Regions from separate parts of the Gossypium hirsutum genome. Here region 2 is linked to region 1. The links are chromatin contacts, called in public Hi-C maps. All regions are on one chromosome and are shown on one strand. The core of a region is the stretch at or near the end of the contact, and the rest is flanking DNA. Distances in the headings are between cores, read along the strand shown. Region 1 holds the start of LOC107951434 (serine hydroxymethyltransferase 7). Region 2 holds the start of LOC107951427.

Region 1 (3,811 bases), core at 931-3,430:
AGATTTATGAACTTTGAGAAGAAAAACACCCTGTAAAAAAATCAACAGTTTGTAAATTGTATAACTTTGAATTTCATATATATCACGGTTGAGCTAGCAACAGTAAAGTATTCAAACAAATAGAGCTCTCCTAAATGTAGTTAGCATAAGGGAAACCGGAAACTATGAAATTCATATGCTTTACCATCACTACAACAGTCAAAATATAAATCCTATCCTTACATGTCTTCCAAAAATCTCCTTTTTTCTGAAATAATTAGACTCATCCGACCAAAAGGAGAAAAGAACAAAAGGAATGAAACATCACATTGCCATGACTAACAAGTACAAAAGTACAAAGGATGAGATCTATTTACATTTATTCGTATATAAACCCAATGCATATGTGTTTACATTGACATATTACCAATTCTAATAAACTCAAAAGTTTTTAGGAACGGAAAAGAAAACAAAGAAAATTTTAGAAGATCCATAAAGTCAGATAGTTCACAGTTCATAATAGTATATGATAAATCAGTCCATCTCAAAAAATCTAATAGATAGGTTTACCCTTGGTTCAACATCAATAAGTTATGTTGTTTGGATATACAAATTCACAGGCTGACAGGATTTGGTTTCTGCCAAATAAGCTCAAGCTTTCTCCCCAGAATGCAAGTAATGTGCCTTTTCTTTCAGGTCTTTGTTAAATGTAAATCTGAGCATGTGTGGTTCTGTCTGCATGGGATCGAAGGTTGGGCTGTGTGAATCACAAGCATATTTGACAGGCAAACAGTAATACATTACTTGATGTTTACCAACAGCAATGCTGCTTGTAAGTTAACCCCAGTAGTATCTAAGTGATTAATACTTTTTCTAGACTAGTTAAGTAATTTACCTCAAGCCTATCCACCAAACAAATTGCAAGAAACCTTAACTCGTGGAAAAGAACCTTTGAACTACAATCAAAACATCAAACTAATAAGTAATTTAAACAAGAAAATTTTCAAACCTTGGCTGCCACAAGACCACTAATATGAGCCATATCACACATCAAAACAGCTCCACATCTATCTGCAATTTGCCTAAACCTTGCATAATCCCACTCCCTAGGATACGAACTCCCACCACAAATTAGAATCTTGGGCCGATAATCAAGCGCCTTTTCCTCAAGCTTATTATAATCAATAAACCCTGTTTGAGGATTCACCTTGTAAGGAAAACTCTCAAAGAATATCGACGCAGCAGAGACTTTCTTCCCACCCGGCATATACCATCCATGGCTCATATGCCCTCCAGAGGGCGAATCCAATCCCATCATCCGATCACCAGGTAATAAAAGTCCCGTATAAACGGCGAAATTTGCAGAAGTACACGAATAAGGCTGCACATTGACTCCCCATTTGTCGGAATCAAGATTAAAAGCTGCCATTGCACGATCTTGACATAGGCTTTCGATTTGATCAATAAAATGATTGCCCGTGTAGTACCTCGCTCCAGGCATTCCTTCGGAGTATTTGTTTGTTAAATGGCTTCCCAAAGCTTCCATCACAGCTCGGCACACAAAGTTTTCAGAAGCAATAAGCTCAATTCCTAAGAATTGCCTCTGCTTTTCCTTGTTCATGATCTCACTCAATTCAGGATCGGCCTCTTGTAGCCGTTGGTTTCCCCACGACCTGACCGCGGCTCGTCTTTGGTCCAGACCGGGGTCGGGAGCAAACCGTTTACAAGGATTTGGAAGAGGTTTAGGATCCCTTTGTCTTTTCACACACATAGACTGCCCCCAAATCCTAATTTCTTCATCACTTTCGATGCGATTTTCACGGTGGCCGTCGTCTTTTTCCTCGAACAACTGTAACGGAACGGGTGAGACGGAGAAGCGAAAGGTGGTGTCCATTTGAAGCGAAATCGGATCATCCGCAATGGAGGATTTAGTAAAACCCAGGGACAAACCCGATTTAGTATGAAATAAATCCATTGAAACCCTAAAAGGGAAATTTTTGAAGTGTTTGGGGGAACTTTTCCCGAGGAGTTGAAATTCCTAATAACGGAAATAACGATGCTTCGCACAAACAGAGCTTCCCATAGAATATGTATAAATAAATTTTGCGTGTGTGTTTACAAATGAGTCCCTGAAACTGAAACCTTAGAAAAGGCAAGGAGGGGAGGTGGGTTACCGGAAGACAGGTGGTTGACGAAGATGTGGTTGAATGAAGGTAGATGAGATTTTGAAGAATGGAACGTTTTGTTGACCGGGGATAGCAAGTAGGGCATACCGGCTTGTTCCGGTAAGATTGCACGTGGACAAAATGGAAGATAGGTGGCGTACGAAGAATGGTTCACTTGGTTTGTAAACTCATGCAGATTGAATGACGGCTAGGTTCATTCTTTTTAAACAATCAGATAAAAAATTGATGTAATAATTCTGGTGATGGAAGGCTGCCATTGTTACCAAATAATTTTAGTTTTTAGAAAATCATGATAAAATTGTATTTTCTATCTTTCAAAATATTTTTTCATTTTTCTCTCCCTTAATCAATTTTACTTTTTTGTCTTTAAATATTAATACATTTTATATTTATTCAGTACAACTTGAACTAATAACTTAAAATTTTATTCAAATCAATTTACATTTATAAATGATTGGCGTATGCTAATTTGAGGCCTACTTATATTGTTTTTAAAATATTTATATTAACTTTAATTTAAATTTTAATAATTTTATATATTTTTCATTTATTAAAATTTTATATATAAGTAACTTAACATTTTTTAATGTTTACATCATGGTAACATATACTACTATAGGTTTAATTTTTTGTGTTATAAATTACAAGTGGCGGAGCCAATATATTAATCTTGGGGAAGGGGCAAGCTACAATTAGAAGTGTTATGTAATAGTCAATTTAAACATATAAAAAATTAATTCAAAAGTAATATTCCAACATGACAATCGATTTAAACATATAAAAATATATTCAAAAGAAGTAGTATTCCAACAATTAAGACGAAATAGCTATCATTTGACTTGGTTAACCAATTTTTATTATGTTTTCACAGGAATGCTCATTACTTCACAAGCTATCATTTGACATAAATTACATTTACTAATATTTTTATATTTATTTGTTTGAATTATAATAATTAATAGATATTATTTTAAATTAATAATCATTTAATTACTATTATAATTCTATTAAATAAAAAAAAACCATTATAAATAACATTCAATATTGTAACATTTTCAAATAGTAGCGTCCAAAAAATATGAATATTATTTAAAAGTTGAAAACAAGGGTTTTATAATTAGAGTAATAGACTAATTTTGGACAGAATCAATTTTAACTGCTGGTTGAACATATTTACAAATTACAAGACTGTAGAAAAAGAAGAGAGAAAAGAACAATTGATTTGAGCAAAAGAAACTAAAAAATTGAATAGATCTCAACTTCTTTCTTTTCGTATTAAAATAAATATCAATAAACAAAGAATTTATTTTTTAGTTTTGAATTTTAGTGTGTTGGGAATTATTTTTGGGGACTACCATGGAAAAGAAATTTATTTTCTGTCTAAGGGACAATTTGGGATGATTATAAGAAACTCTAATTTCATAATCCATTTGAGTTTTCTTTAAATTTTATTTTAAAAAAACATATAATTTCGTCAATTTGAGTTTCCTTCTGATAATTATATTTTTTTTCCTTCCTAAAAGATTGAAGTTGCTTTCTATTTTTTTTTTTATGAGTTCATCTTTTTCACCATTTTCTTTGCTTTTATTATTATTATTTATTTAAAATCTTTCTTAAGCGTGAGAATTTTTTGTCAGAAGCTACTT
Region 2 (3,811 bases), core at 459-2,958, 170 kb before region 1:
ACACATGGCCTGGCACACGAGTGTGTCAGGCAACTCAAAGAGTTAGACGTCCTGGCACACGGGTGTGTGACACAACCTTGTGAGACAACCGTGTGACCCTACTTAGAGAGTTACACGAGTGTGAACTCAGGTTGGGACACGGCCGTGTGTCCATAGTTCAATTGTTGTATAGCCTGAGACACAGGGGTCTCAGCTGTGTGATCCTTGTTTTGTAAAATTTTGCATCTTTTTCTTAAACTTACCAAATTATTTCAGATTGGTCCCAAATTGTTTCTAGGTTATTGTTAGGGCCTCGAGGACTCGATTTAGGGACGTTGTGCATGAGTATGAATGGTTTGTGGTGTGATTATTATATTGATTGATAAAATGTTTAAATGTTTTTTATTGTTTTGTAATACTCTGTAACCCTAATTCGACAATGGAGACGGTTCGGGGTGTTACATATACATTTCAGAATGTGCAAATTAATCATTTCGTTAAATTTATATATTAAATGATGACTTGGAACGTTAATTGCATGTTGAAAATTATCTTTTAATGGGTAAACTATAAAATGGTCACCCAACTATGCCTTTCATCCTATTTTGATCACTCAACTATTATTTTTCAATTTAGCCTTTAAACTTTTCAAATTAAATATTTTAGCCACTTTAAGTTGATGTGGGCTTTCTTTGTTGGTCTAGCAATAAAATTAGCCTTCTAATGTTCACATATTCTATTAATTTGATCCTAAATATAAAAAAAATTTAACAAATTTAGCCCTCAATGTTTACAAAAATTTTCATTTTAGTTCCAATTCTAAAAAAAATAATAAATTTGGCCTCAACATTTACAAAATCTATCAATCTAGTCTTATCTCTAAAAATGGAAATATATATATATTTTAAAAAATTATTTTTAGCCCTTTATAACCCATATACTAAACTACATAAGATATTAAAATAAGAAAAAATGTACCCTCTTCCAAGTCACTCGCATCAATTTCTTTTACTATAATTTAGGCTTCACACTGGACCAAATTAATTGATTTAGAACCTATATGGAATAATTGGTTGCATTACTACCCAGACAGATAACGTTTTTAATGCCTTCATTTTTTTTTGGATCTTAAATTTTTGTGTGTTTTATCCAATCTTTTTAGAGTTATTTTGCAAGTGACTCGAAAGAGGGTATTCTTTTTCTTATTTTAACATCTCACATAGTCGATGGGTTATAAAGGGCTAAAACTGATATTTTTTTAAAAATATTTTTAAATTTTTAGGGTTAGGACTAAATTGATAGATGTTTTATATTTTGAGGGCCAAATTCATTGGATTTTTTATAATTAAAACTAAAATGACAAATTTTGTAAACATTGAAGGCTAAATTTGTTAAATTTTTTATATTTAGCATCAAATTGATAGAATGTGCAAACATTAGAGGGCTAATTTTATTACTAGAGCAATAAAAAAAAGCTCACATGAGCTTAGAGTGGTTAAAATATTTAATTTCGAAAATTTTAGTGATTAAAATGAAAAAATTAATGATTGAGTGACCAAAATAGAATGAAAGGCATAGTTGGGTAACCATTTTTATAGTTTATCCATAAAGAATATAATTTTCAGCATGATTTAACGATGCATGTTGTTATTTAACAAATAAAATTTAATAGAGGGGCTTGTAAGTTTCGAAATATATAAGGGTTAATTTACCCATTTCTTCAGTACAGAGGCCGAAATGCAATCCTTCCCTAACTGCAGTGGCTTCCCTGGTATTTTACCAAAATAATATCATACTAATTTACATAAAACTCGGAGTCCGGATAACGAAGCTGTACAAAAACCAGGCACACAATGTCAAAACGGTGTCGTATTCAGTTGCAGTCTCCTACGTCGTGGTACATCTCCGGTGGTGACTGATTCATCATAGACGGTCAACTCCATCTCAGCTCAACCTCTGCAACGCTTTACCCTTCAAAACAACGAAAAAAGGGGCGGCGGTCTGGGGGAATCCCTATATTTTAATCCACACTAATATTCTCTTTATGGATTTCGATTTTCGATTCTTTTGACGAAGAAGACGAAGATTTATAATTATATGATGTCAAAGAAAGCCAGCAACTGCGCTATTTGCGACAATTCAAATCGCGCTTCTATTTGCGCCGTTTGCGTCAATTACAGGTACGTTAAAAAATCGTCGCTAAAAAAGTGAAATATTTTTATATTATAATATTTAAAATTTTAAGCTGTTAACTTGCTCTTTGATTTCCTCGATGAACTGTTCTTTGCAGATTAAATGAGTATAATTCTTTGTTAAAATCATTGAAAAACCATCGTGATTTGTTATATTCAAAATTAAACGAACTGATTGCCGCAAAGGTTTGATTTCTTTCACTTAGTTGGAAATTTATTTGTTTATTAATGCCTTTTTCTCTTTTCGAGATTGGTCTTGATTTGTTTTTATTATTTAGGGGAAAGCTGATGATCAACTGAATTGGAGAGTTCGTCAAAGCGAGAAGCTAACTAACTTGAAAGAGAAGCTTCGTCGAAGCAAGGAACAATTAGCTCAAGGTTTTGATGCTTACTCCTTAGTTCTTATTTCTGTTTTCTGGAAAAAAATTGTTTATATTTATTTATTAGGATCTGATAAACAGTTCTTTATTATAGGTAAGGTTAAGATTGAGAGAGTGTCTCATGAGTTAAAGGTTAAGTATGGAGTGCTTAAATCAGCTCGTGGCATGGTACTAACTTTGTTCGTTTTCGGTTTCTTCACGAGAATCGAAAGCTTTCTGAATGATAGTTATAGGTATTTTATCTTTGCAGTTGGAAAAGAATCGTGTGGAAAAGCTCGAAAAGTTCTATCCCAATCTTATTTGCACACAAAGCCTGGGGCATGTGAGGACTATTTGTCTTTTATGTTTATTTACTTATGAGGTTTTAGATTTATGTTTATGCTAGGTTCTTTGGTTTTTCTCGTCTATTACAATGTACAACTTTTGACTTATGACATTATCTGAGTTGCAGATGGCAATTACCTCAGAACGTCTTCACAAGCAATCGGTTGTCATAAAACAGATATGCAAATTGTTTCCCCAACGTCGTGTAAGTGCTTCTGTGCTAATTGATATGCTTTTTTTCACTATCAACATTATCTTTATGATATGTAAGTTATTGAGATTTAACCAAAAACAGAGGGTGATATTTGCAAGTCAAATATGCAGGTGATATTTTTGCTTTTGCAAGACTTAAAGACATAGCTAATGTGGTTAAAATGAGGATGCTTAGCCGAAAACTTATAGGCCTTATTTCCCCTTTCCTCCCTCTTATTCTAGGCCAAAGTCTCCTAGGTTAAATCATGTTGCTTTGACATAAGCTAAGTTTGGTTCTGTTTCCACAGGTACATTTAGATGAGGAGCGAAGAGATGGATCTAGTGGTCAGTATGATCTGATTTGCAGTGCACGCTTGCCAAGGGGGCTTGATCCACACTCTGTTCCCACAGAAGAGCTTGCTGCCTCGTTAGGGTATTGTTTTTGCCTTTTAAGGCTATGCAACAACTCTATCCTGCTACAATTATTTTCACCTCATTGTGTATTATACATTGGGATATTCCTTCCCTCAGTTTTAAATGTTCTTCATTGTGAAAGTCTTTTATTAGTATGAATACTCCAGTTTCTGACTCTCTGTTAATCCATATGACTTGAAATCAGATACATGGTACAGCTTCTAAATCTTGTTGTTCATAATTTGGCTGCTCCTGCTCTTCATAACTCAGGTTTTGCGGTAAGAACTAACAACTGACTGTACCTGTATGCTGTCTAAAATATTTATTGAA

What was found. A called contact is a pair of places that touch in the nucleus more often than the background predicts.
Region 2: a Hi-C map of leaf shows a contact between it and region 1, with 2.6 times the contacts expected there. The contact joins the promoter of LOC107951427 here to the promoter of LOC107951434 in region 1. A contact is called at or near these places in 8 of 34 Hi-C or Micro-C datasets (callus, leaf and petal).

What each region holds. Positions count from the first base shown.
Region 1 is chrA02:15,462,734-15,466,544 of Gossypium_hirsutum_v2.1, reverse strand. It overlaps LOC107951434 (serine hydroxymethyltransferase 7), which reads right to left and starts at 2,180. Exons shown (of 5, transcript XR_005907764.1): 1 at 989-2,180.
Region 2 is chrA02:15,633,093-15,636,903 of Gossypium_hirsutum_v2.1, reverse strand. LOC107951427 reads left to right here and starts at 1,708. Exons shown (of 12, transcript XM_016886478.2): 1 at 1,708-2,159; 2 at 2,270-2,357; 3 at 2,450-2,549; 4 at 2,646-2,719; 5 at 2,802-2,873; 6 at 3,003-3,080; 7 at 3,376-3,500; 8 at 3,687-3,759. The coding sequence starts at 2,077.